2 separate regions of the Ovis aries genome follow, and region 1 is linked to region 2. Evidence: chromatin contacts called from public Hi-C data. All regions are on one chromosome and are shown on one strand. Each heading gives the region's core, a stretch centred on a gene start, on an enhancer-like site or on the middle of the called end of the contact. The rest is flanking DNA. Distances are from core to core; before and after follow the strand shown. Region 1 holds the start of CBX7 (chromobox 7). Region 2 holds the start of CBX6 (chromobox 6).

The links. Hi-C and Micro-C count contacts between places; a contact is called where the count stands out from the background.
Region 1: a Hi-C map of hypothalamus shows a contact between it and region 2, with 4 times the contacts expected there. The contact joins the promoter of CBX7 here to the promoter of CBX6 in region 2. A contact is called at or near these places in 3 of 16 Hi-C or Micro-C datasets (hypothalamus, liver and tail adipose tissue).

Annotation. Positions count from the first base shown.
Region 1 is chr3:216,428,375-216,432,494 of ARS-UI_Ramb_v3.0, forward strand. CBX7 (chromobox 7) reads right to left here and starts at 2,700. Exons shown (of 6, transcript XM_042247753.2): 1 at 2,437-2,700; 2 at 227-270. The coding sequence starts at 2,505. The region is part of intron 1 of LOC132659640 (a long non-coding RNA gene); the gene reads left to right.
Region 2 is chr3:216,290,906-216,294,885 of ARS-UI_Ramb_v3.0, forward strand. It overlaps CBX6 (chromobox 6), which reads right to left and starts at 1,894. Exons shown (of 5, transcript XM_027968120.2): 1 at 1,743-1,894; 2 at 1,520-1,563; 3 at 1,295-1,360; 4 at 1,085-1,151. The coding sequence starts at 1,811.

The DNA of each region.
Region 1 (4,120 bases), core at 1,450-3,949, 140 kb after region 2:
GGAGCACAGCTCTGAAGGGAAGCTGGCACCCGCCTTGACCCTCATATGCTGCAAATCTCTCAGCTGGCAGAGGGGAAACTAAGGCCTAGAAAGAGGACAATTTAATCAAGGTCAGCTGGCCAATTACTAGAGCAGCTGGAGTGAAAAGTGAGGCAGGAGAGCCGGGAAAAGGCAGATGGAAGGAGGTACAGGTAGGCAGACAGACACACACACAAAGGAGCCTTACTTTGGGGGCCATCCTTTCCACTTCACCAAGTATTCAACTTTACCCTGGGGAGAAAGAGAGAAGGAGACACAGTGAGATACACAGATGCCCCGAGGACCACTTGCAGGGCTGAAGGCCCAATCCCCTCTGCAGACAGAAGTCCCCCAACACATATACACAAGATCCCCATCAACCAGAGATCCTCAGTCTTTGGCTGCTCCATGTCCATCCCAGACCATCCTCCCTGCTAGAGCACAGGTGTGCACTGGGCCCTCCCTACACACCTCAGTGGTACCTGTGGTACAAGCTTGGAGCCCATGTCACGTGTGGGGAATGTGCATGGCCAAAGATCCAGTGTCCAGTGTGCCAGTGCAAAGACCATAATTCTCTTTTTTTAAATTAGAAGACTCTCCAAGTCCTAGAAAACTCCTCATTGCGGAGTCCCCCAGGCCTCTAGCCCCATCAGCCCCATCCCTGTGAGACAGTGCCTCTGGCCCAGAGTGGACAGGCTAGTGACTCCAAGACTCTCAACTTACTCTCAAGTCAAAAGACCCTGGCAGGACCCCAGAGAAGGCAGACAATCCTCACCGTAAGAAACAGTGCTCATCCCTCCCTCCAGGAGTGAGAAAATAAGAGCCAGGTTCCTCCCTTCCGCACAGGTGACAGGGGCCTTCCCAATCTGACAAGTGGTACCCCTCCACACTAGAACTTTAAGACCAAGATAATGTCATCTCCTCAAAGAAGCCTGCCCTGGCCACCCTCCCTCCCACCTTACAGTTCTCTTTCTGTGTGGCACACAACCCCAGTGGAAAGCATCTGTTTACTTCCTCTTTTGCTGCCTGTCTCCTCTACCAGAATGCCAGCTCCACAAAGCCTGGGGCTCCCTCCCCTGGCACTTAGACTGGTGCCTGGTATATAAGAGGTCCTCAAAATTTTGAATGAATGTGAAAGGAACAATGCTCCTCACTCTCTGGCACTACGGCCCCCTGTAGAAAGGGGTAATTAATGTACCTGCTTAGGGTACACTGCATGGAAAGCATTGGGTTTTGAGGAACAAATTCAAATTAAGGAAACTCTGAGCGAAGGGAGAAGGAGAAGGGGCAGCCCCGACATGAAGACAAAACTCAACCCCATTGGAGTTGGGGGAAGAAAAGAAAAGGTCATGGCCTACTTTGACCCCGTTACCCTTAGCCCAAGATAACAGAGCTGAGTTTTCTCCCTTGAAAGATGAGTTGGCAATGAGCCAACTTGAACTCCGGCTCTGCACTCATCTCTAACTTACTGTTTGACCTTGGTCAGGTCACTTCCCCAGCGCGGGCCTCAGTTTGTGCCTCCGTCAAATGGGAGGAGGTGAACTCCTGCCCTGCCGCTAGAGCCTCTCAAGGGGCGGCAGGGAGGAGATAAAAGGATAGTGGTTCTAAGTGTTGGGACAGGAAATTTCCCCAAAGCCTTCCAGTCCCAACTTCCAGCCTGGGGCCAGACTACTTTGCAAACGTGTGCACCGGAAATGGGCATGGCCAAAGTCCAGGCCCGAGGCGCAGGGACAAAAACACAAGAGAACAGATGCCTCCTTAAATCGCTGGGTGTATGTTTGGGAGGCGAAGGCAAAGGGGGAGGAGCTTTGAGGATGCCGAAGCGCCGTAGGCGGCTTCACCGAGCCGCCGGGCGGAGCTGGGAGTCGGGGAGGGGAAGACTGAGGGGGTGTGCACTGGAAGTCGGGGAGAGACGCGGAGGTGGGGGTGTAGAGGGGATCGGAAAAGGTCGAAGTCCAGCAGTTAAACTTAAGAGGCGGGAGGAGGCTTTTCCAAAGCTCCGCCTCCAACTTCAAAGGACTTGGCACCAAGAGTAGACAGTCCTGAGTTCGAGACCCAGCTCCAATGCGAACACACGAGGCAAGCCGTTTCTTCAACTTGGGCCTCAGTCTCCCCATATTTAATGAGAGGAGGGTGAGAACGGATAGCGTTCGAGGTCCCTCCAGTCCGATCCTAATCTCCAGCTCTGGCTGGCTCAGCTGCCCTCAGCATCCTGGGGCGACAACTTTTAATTCTACGCTCCCTACAAGGTGGCGGGGGAAACTGAGGCACGGGCTGGGGATACGGGCCCGGCAGCGCGGGGCTGCCTGGGTCCCCCCGCCCCCACTTTCTCCCTCGCCTCCAGGGTAGAGGAGACAGTACTGGGGACAGAAGGGGACCCCACAGGGGTCCTGGGAGCCGCCCCCCGGGCAGCCTCACCTTCCGCACGCGCTTCTTCCGGATGCTCTCTACGGCGAACACCTGCTCGCCGATGGCTGACAGCTCCATGCGGGGCGGCGGGCGAGCGGGCCCGGGGCCGGGCCGGGCCGGGGGCGGAGCTGCGGGGCCGCGGCTGCGGCGCGCGATGCTCGGGCCGGCGGGGTCCCCGTCACCCTCGCCCGGGCGCGCACGCGCACGCGCACGCGCGCACACCCCCTCGCGCTCCCTCACGCCGCCGACGTTCCATTTTTGAACCTGCGCAACGTTTTCCTCTGCGCGAGCGAGCCCGCGGGCGAGCGCGCCGGGCGGGGGCGAGGGCGGGGCGGGGCGGGGCGGAGCGGGGGCTCGGCTCCCGTCTAGCCGGCCACGCCCCTCCCTGGCTCCGCCTCCCGCTCGGGCCCGCCCCTCTGGAGGTCCGCCCCCGGGCCTCGCGCGCGGCGTGTCTCTCCAAAGCCGGCGGCCCGCGGGACTTATTTGGCAGGGGCTCCGCTAGGCGGGTGTGTTGGACGAGATATTAGCACCCAGGAGTGTTTTCTTAAGTCCTCCCGGTGGCTCTGAGGGTCTGGAAACGGCCTGGCCCCGGCTGGGCATACGAGGGCCCGGGGGAGAGCGGTGAGGCCATTTGCCTCGCCTCTCAACAAAGAATAGACGAGATCGCGGCGCGGACCCTCGGGCGTCAGGAGGGCGGGGACGGCCAAGGTTTCCAACCTGTCAGGGTGTCTCAGTACCACGGTCTCTCTGGATCCAGGCTCCGGAGCGGTGTGGCTTGCCGGTCCTGAGCCGGCGCCTCCGCGTCCATCCTTAACGTCCGTCTGTCCGTCTGGGCGGTTGTGCTGAGACGCCTGGTCCCCAGGCGGCCGCTGCCTCAGGGGCCCCCGCTAGGCAATACTTGGCGGCAGGTATGGCCGCAGCGAATCTAGGGTGAGCAGCGGGACGGATTTTGACGCCACGCAGCCCCAAGTCCCCAGTGACACGCACTTGACACTCTGCACGTAGTAGGTGTTCGACTCTGTGGAATGGATGGATCTTGAGATCTCACACAAATCCATTCATTATCCCCATCCACTCCAACACGGTTCTGTCTGTCCTACGGCGCCAGCTTTCCATCTTCACTAGGAACCCGAGTCATCCGTGCCCCTTGGGCTCCCAACCGCCTGCCTGCGTTGACCCCCCAAGTCCTGCCTCTCTGACCTCCTCCCATCCACACCCCTTGTCCTTTCTCTGGACTGCAGCAACTGCCTTCTCACTTCTCAATGCCCTCCGAGTCCACAGTGCCCGAGTGCGCTTTCTAAAATGCAGATCTGACTGGATCACCTTAGTGCTTTAAAACCTTCCATAGCTCCCTGTGCCCCTCAGAATAAAGTCCAGACGCCTCTGCCTGGCGTCCGGGGTAGAAAAAGAGAAAAGAAAAAGAAATGATTTGCACGGACTTTTTATCAGGAGCAACGGAAGCCCGGAGGCGGTAGAATGATACCTTCAAAGCACTGAAAGAAAATAACCATCATCTTAGAAACTGAGTGAAATTTTATTTCAAGATTTATGTACCCAGTGAAAATGTCTTTCAGAACAAGGGGAAATGATAACATTTACAAATACAAAAACTGACTTTGCCAGTAGCAGACCCTCCCTAAAGGAAATTCCAACGGAAGAACTTCAGGCTGGAGGAAGATGATCACAGACAGAG
Region 2 (3,980 bases), core at 644-3,143:
TGCTTTAAGTCCGAGGCAAACTTTATACACACGTACAGTCCTTTTGAGGGAAGTGGGGGGCTGGAGAGTCCACCAACTGGGCTTTGAGCCTTTTGGACAGATTGGAGATTCTGAGGCCCTGCCACTCTGCACAGCCTTTTTTTCTGCAGAGTCCGTCTGCCCTGCCCATGCCAACTGCCACAAAGTCACAGGGTGTCAGGGTGGGATGGGGCCTTGAGAAAACCTTAGCACTAGAGGGGAGACAGTGCTTGCCCATGGAGACTGCCTGCAGCCTTGCCTGCCACCTTGGGTCATCTCGACTTCCCTTTCCCAGACTCTGTTCTTCCTCATTAAAAAATAAATAAATAAACACCAAAAACCTCTAAGATGGCTTCCTCTGGAGCTAAGTCTCCCTCCCTTGCCAAGGCCAACGTGCCATGCTTTTACTCTCTCCCCCTCCATCCTCATTAGAACCTCCAGACACAGCCAGAAGTGGGGATAACTGAAAACCAGTAGCCCAGCCTGGGTGATAAAACTCAAAGTGAAGTGACTTAAGGTCAAATTTAAGTTCGATCCTCCTGTCGGAAGGGAAGGCATGCAGAATAAATCCTGAGAAGAGGCAAGCTGGAGACACGGAGGCAGCCTCCCACCCCAAAAGCCTCTCCCTGTTCCGCACCATGAGGGAGATCACGTTCACTCCTGCTCTGGACATGAATTCCAGGTAGAGCCCCACCAGCTCAAGGGTGGGGGAGAGCAGAGCTCTCAAGTGCAGAGGCCACCTCCCTGCCACCCCCGCAGGTGGATGGCCCCCACCTGCCTCATCCACCCTCTTCCTGCGGGCCTCCCCAGACCCTGGTTTTGTGAGCAAGGCTCATCCTCCCTCCGCGTCCCCATTCCCAGGCCCCTCTTGCTGAGAAGCCAGAGCTGGCCAGGGCCGCCTGCCAGGGGCTCGTCGGGGTCTCACAACCACCCCCTGCCCAGCAGGGGCCCCCTCTCGAAAGGCCCGCCCGCAAGGGCGGCCGCGGATCTGTCCCTCCCCTGCAGGCCCCGTGTTGCGCCCGGGCTAGGGGCCCGAGAGGGGGCTGTTGGGGCTGGGCCAGGTTACCTTCAGGAGGAAAGTTTTGGGTTTGGGTCCCCTCTTCTTGGGTCCATACAGCTCACGCTCCCGCTCCCTGCGGCAGAGAAACACCCGAGGTTAAAAATGAGCCCCTTCCCGGGCCCCACTCCGCGCTGCCTTCCCTGGCCCTCCCGCTTCCCCGCGCTGCGCCCCAGCCGAGCCTCGGCCCCGCCGCCCCTGCCAGCTTCCCAAACTCACTTCTGTTCGAAGGCTGCAATGAGCCGCGAGTCTAGGATGTTCTCTTCGGGCTCCCAAGTGCTGTACCTGCCGAGTTACACATGCACAAAATAAAAAACAAAACAAGAGAAGCAGAGGCACATGCGAGGGAGCAAATGTGCGCACCCCCCAAGGTAAAAAAAAAAAAAAGGCCCCGATGTCCGCTGCTTCCCTTCCCCCCTCGCTCCTGGATCCCGTGACACTCACTTGATGGCCCACCCCTTCCATTTCACCAGGTACTCGATGCGTCCCTGAAAAAGAGAAGGAAAAAAAGGGGAGAGTGGGGGTGGGGAAGATGCGGGGACGCGAGGAGGCGACGGCGCGGGGGTGGGCGAGAGAGCCCAGGTTAGCGGGACCGCTTCGCCTAGCTGGCCCACAGACTCGGGCCTCGGCTGCGGGGCGAAGCGTCCCGCCCTGGGAGGCGGCTCACCTTTCGGATCCGCCGTTTGATGATAGATTCGGCCGCGAAGACCCGCTCGCCCACTGCAGACAGCTCCATCTTGCTCAGCGGCACCCACAGCCCATAATACTCCCTGCTCCCGCGGCCGGTGCTGCACCGCTCGCGCACGCGCCGCAGCGCTCAGGCTCGGCGGGCGGGCGCGCGGCAGGGCGCGCGCTCGCGTTCCAGCTGCGGGCCGTCACGTGACCCTCCGGGCTGGTGCGCCGTTGCCAGGACCTCCTCCTCCCCCGGGGCGGTTGCTAGGGAAAGTGAGCGCACGCGGGGCCGGGGCGCGCGCTGGCTCTTAAAGGGGCCTAGCCTGGCTCGGGGAGCCGCGGCCCCGAAGCCCGGGAAGGAGATGCTTGGCCTACGGGAAGCCTGGTTGTGGACAGTGCAATCTTACAAACACTTTCTCATTCTCCCCTCCATCTTCCTGGCCCCGGACCGCTGACTATCTCTCCCTCTTAACCCTCCCTTACAAGTCACTCCTGGGCCCTGGGCGGTGAAGGGGGGTGGAATTTCTACAGCCGCTGCTCAGCTTCCCAGCAGAAGTTTGCAAACAGTTAAATATGATACAGCAGAAATGCATTTGCTGTTGCCTTGCCAGGCCCTGCGGGAATTTCTTTAAAACACTGCTCCCCCCGCCCTTATCCATTATTTATGTATTCGTGGGAGTGTGGTTTTGTAACCAGTTCAGATGAATTAAAACAAAAACGCCACCGCAGGAAAGGGTGGGGGGAGACGGTGAATGGGGCCGAGGAAGGTCGGGGTGATCCCTTGGATTTGTTTTCGGCCGGGGTCTTGGGCGGGCACCTGCCTTCACCAGGAGGGAGGTCGGGTGAAGACGCAGCGAGCAAGATGTGGCGGTGGTTGGGGGTAGGGGGGCGGTCCAGGGAGGAGAGGCCGCGGGGTGACTACAGGCTTCCTACATACCAGATTGGGCCCGAAGCAGGTCATCCTTGGGTCACTCGGCAAAAGCCGCCCTCGCGGTCAGGTCTCTGTTTTCTGATTCCCAGGCCCCCTGGCCGCGTCATCCTTCTGCCGCCTACAGTTCCTCTAATGGTTCCGCCATTGCTAACGGGGAGACCACAGCCCAGCTTCCTATTTGGGGAGGGAGAGGGAGACTTCAGCTGTCCTGGAGAGGGCACAGAGTACCCCTGCCACACAAACCGCGCCATTTCATTTTATTTTGAATTATTTAAACTTTATTTTTTAAAAAGAACACCAACAGCCTTGTTCTTGCAATTTTTTTTTAAGTAAGAAAAGAAACTGTCTATAATATCCATCCAACCGTTAACCTCTTCACGGATCTTCTTCGAGACTCTGTCCTATGCCTAATAAACACACGTACCTATGCTCCTTTGTACGTTATATATATATGTAGTAAATGGCAACCCACTCCAGTATTCTTGCCTGGAGAATCCCATGGACAGAGGAGCTTGGTAGGCTACAGTCCACGGGGTCACAAAGACTGAGGACTTCACTTTCACTTTCATAGACGTGTATTTAAATATTTTCTTTTCAGCAGAATGGGATCTCATTGTTCACACTAGCTGGAATCCACTTTTCTCCCTAAATGATATAAAGTGGACCGTTTTTGGTGTCACTGAGTACAAATTTCCCAGTCGTTTGTCTGTGGCGGAGAGACGGAGGTGGAGAGGGCTGGGGATGTGGTTCCGATCAGGGCTGTCTCTTGCTTTCATTATTGCTTTGTTGCAGAAGGAGATTTTTACATGTCCTGTGGTACAACCCCAATTCTTGTGGTTTCAAGTCAACCACGTCAAAATTTCTCTTTCTCATCCCTACCAGCCTGCTAATTTGTCCAGTTATTACCTTGGGCGAGATCCCCCTCCCCTCTTAAAGTCCACGTGCTCTTAAGAAATAGCTATTTTCTGTCCAGCCCAAAGTGGGCTTCTGTGTGAGTATAGCATTGCCCTCCTGGGGGTGGTGGAGGTGGTTGGACAGGTGAGCTATGTGGATATGAGTGTGTGTGTGTTCTCAGGGTGCAGAACACAGACAGCTGGATGAAGATGGTAAGCATTAACCCATTTGTTGGTTCTTTCAGCAGCTCTTGTGAGTCCTTTTTCAGGCTTTGTGTTCAACTGTCAGAAACTAAGGTGCCCAGGCCTGAGGAGCTCTGAGGTGAGAAAGGCATCTGCTAGGCATGCTGGAATAAAGATGTATTCATTTTTTATGGCTGCGATAACATTACAGCAGTGATGTAACATT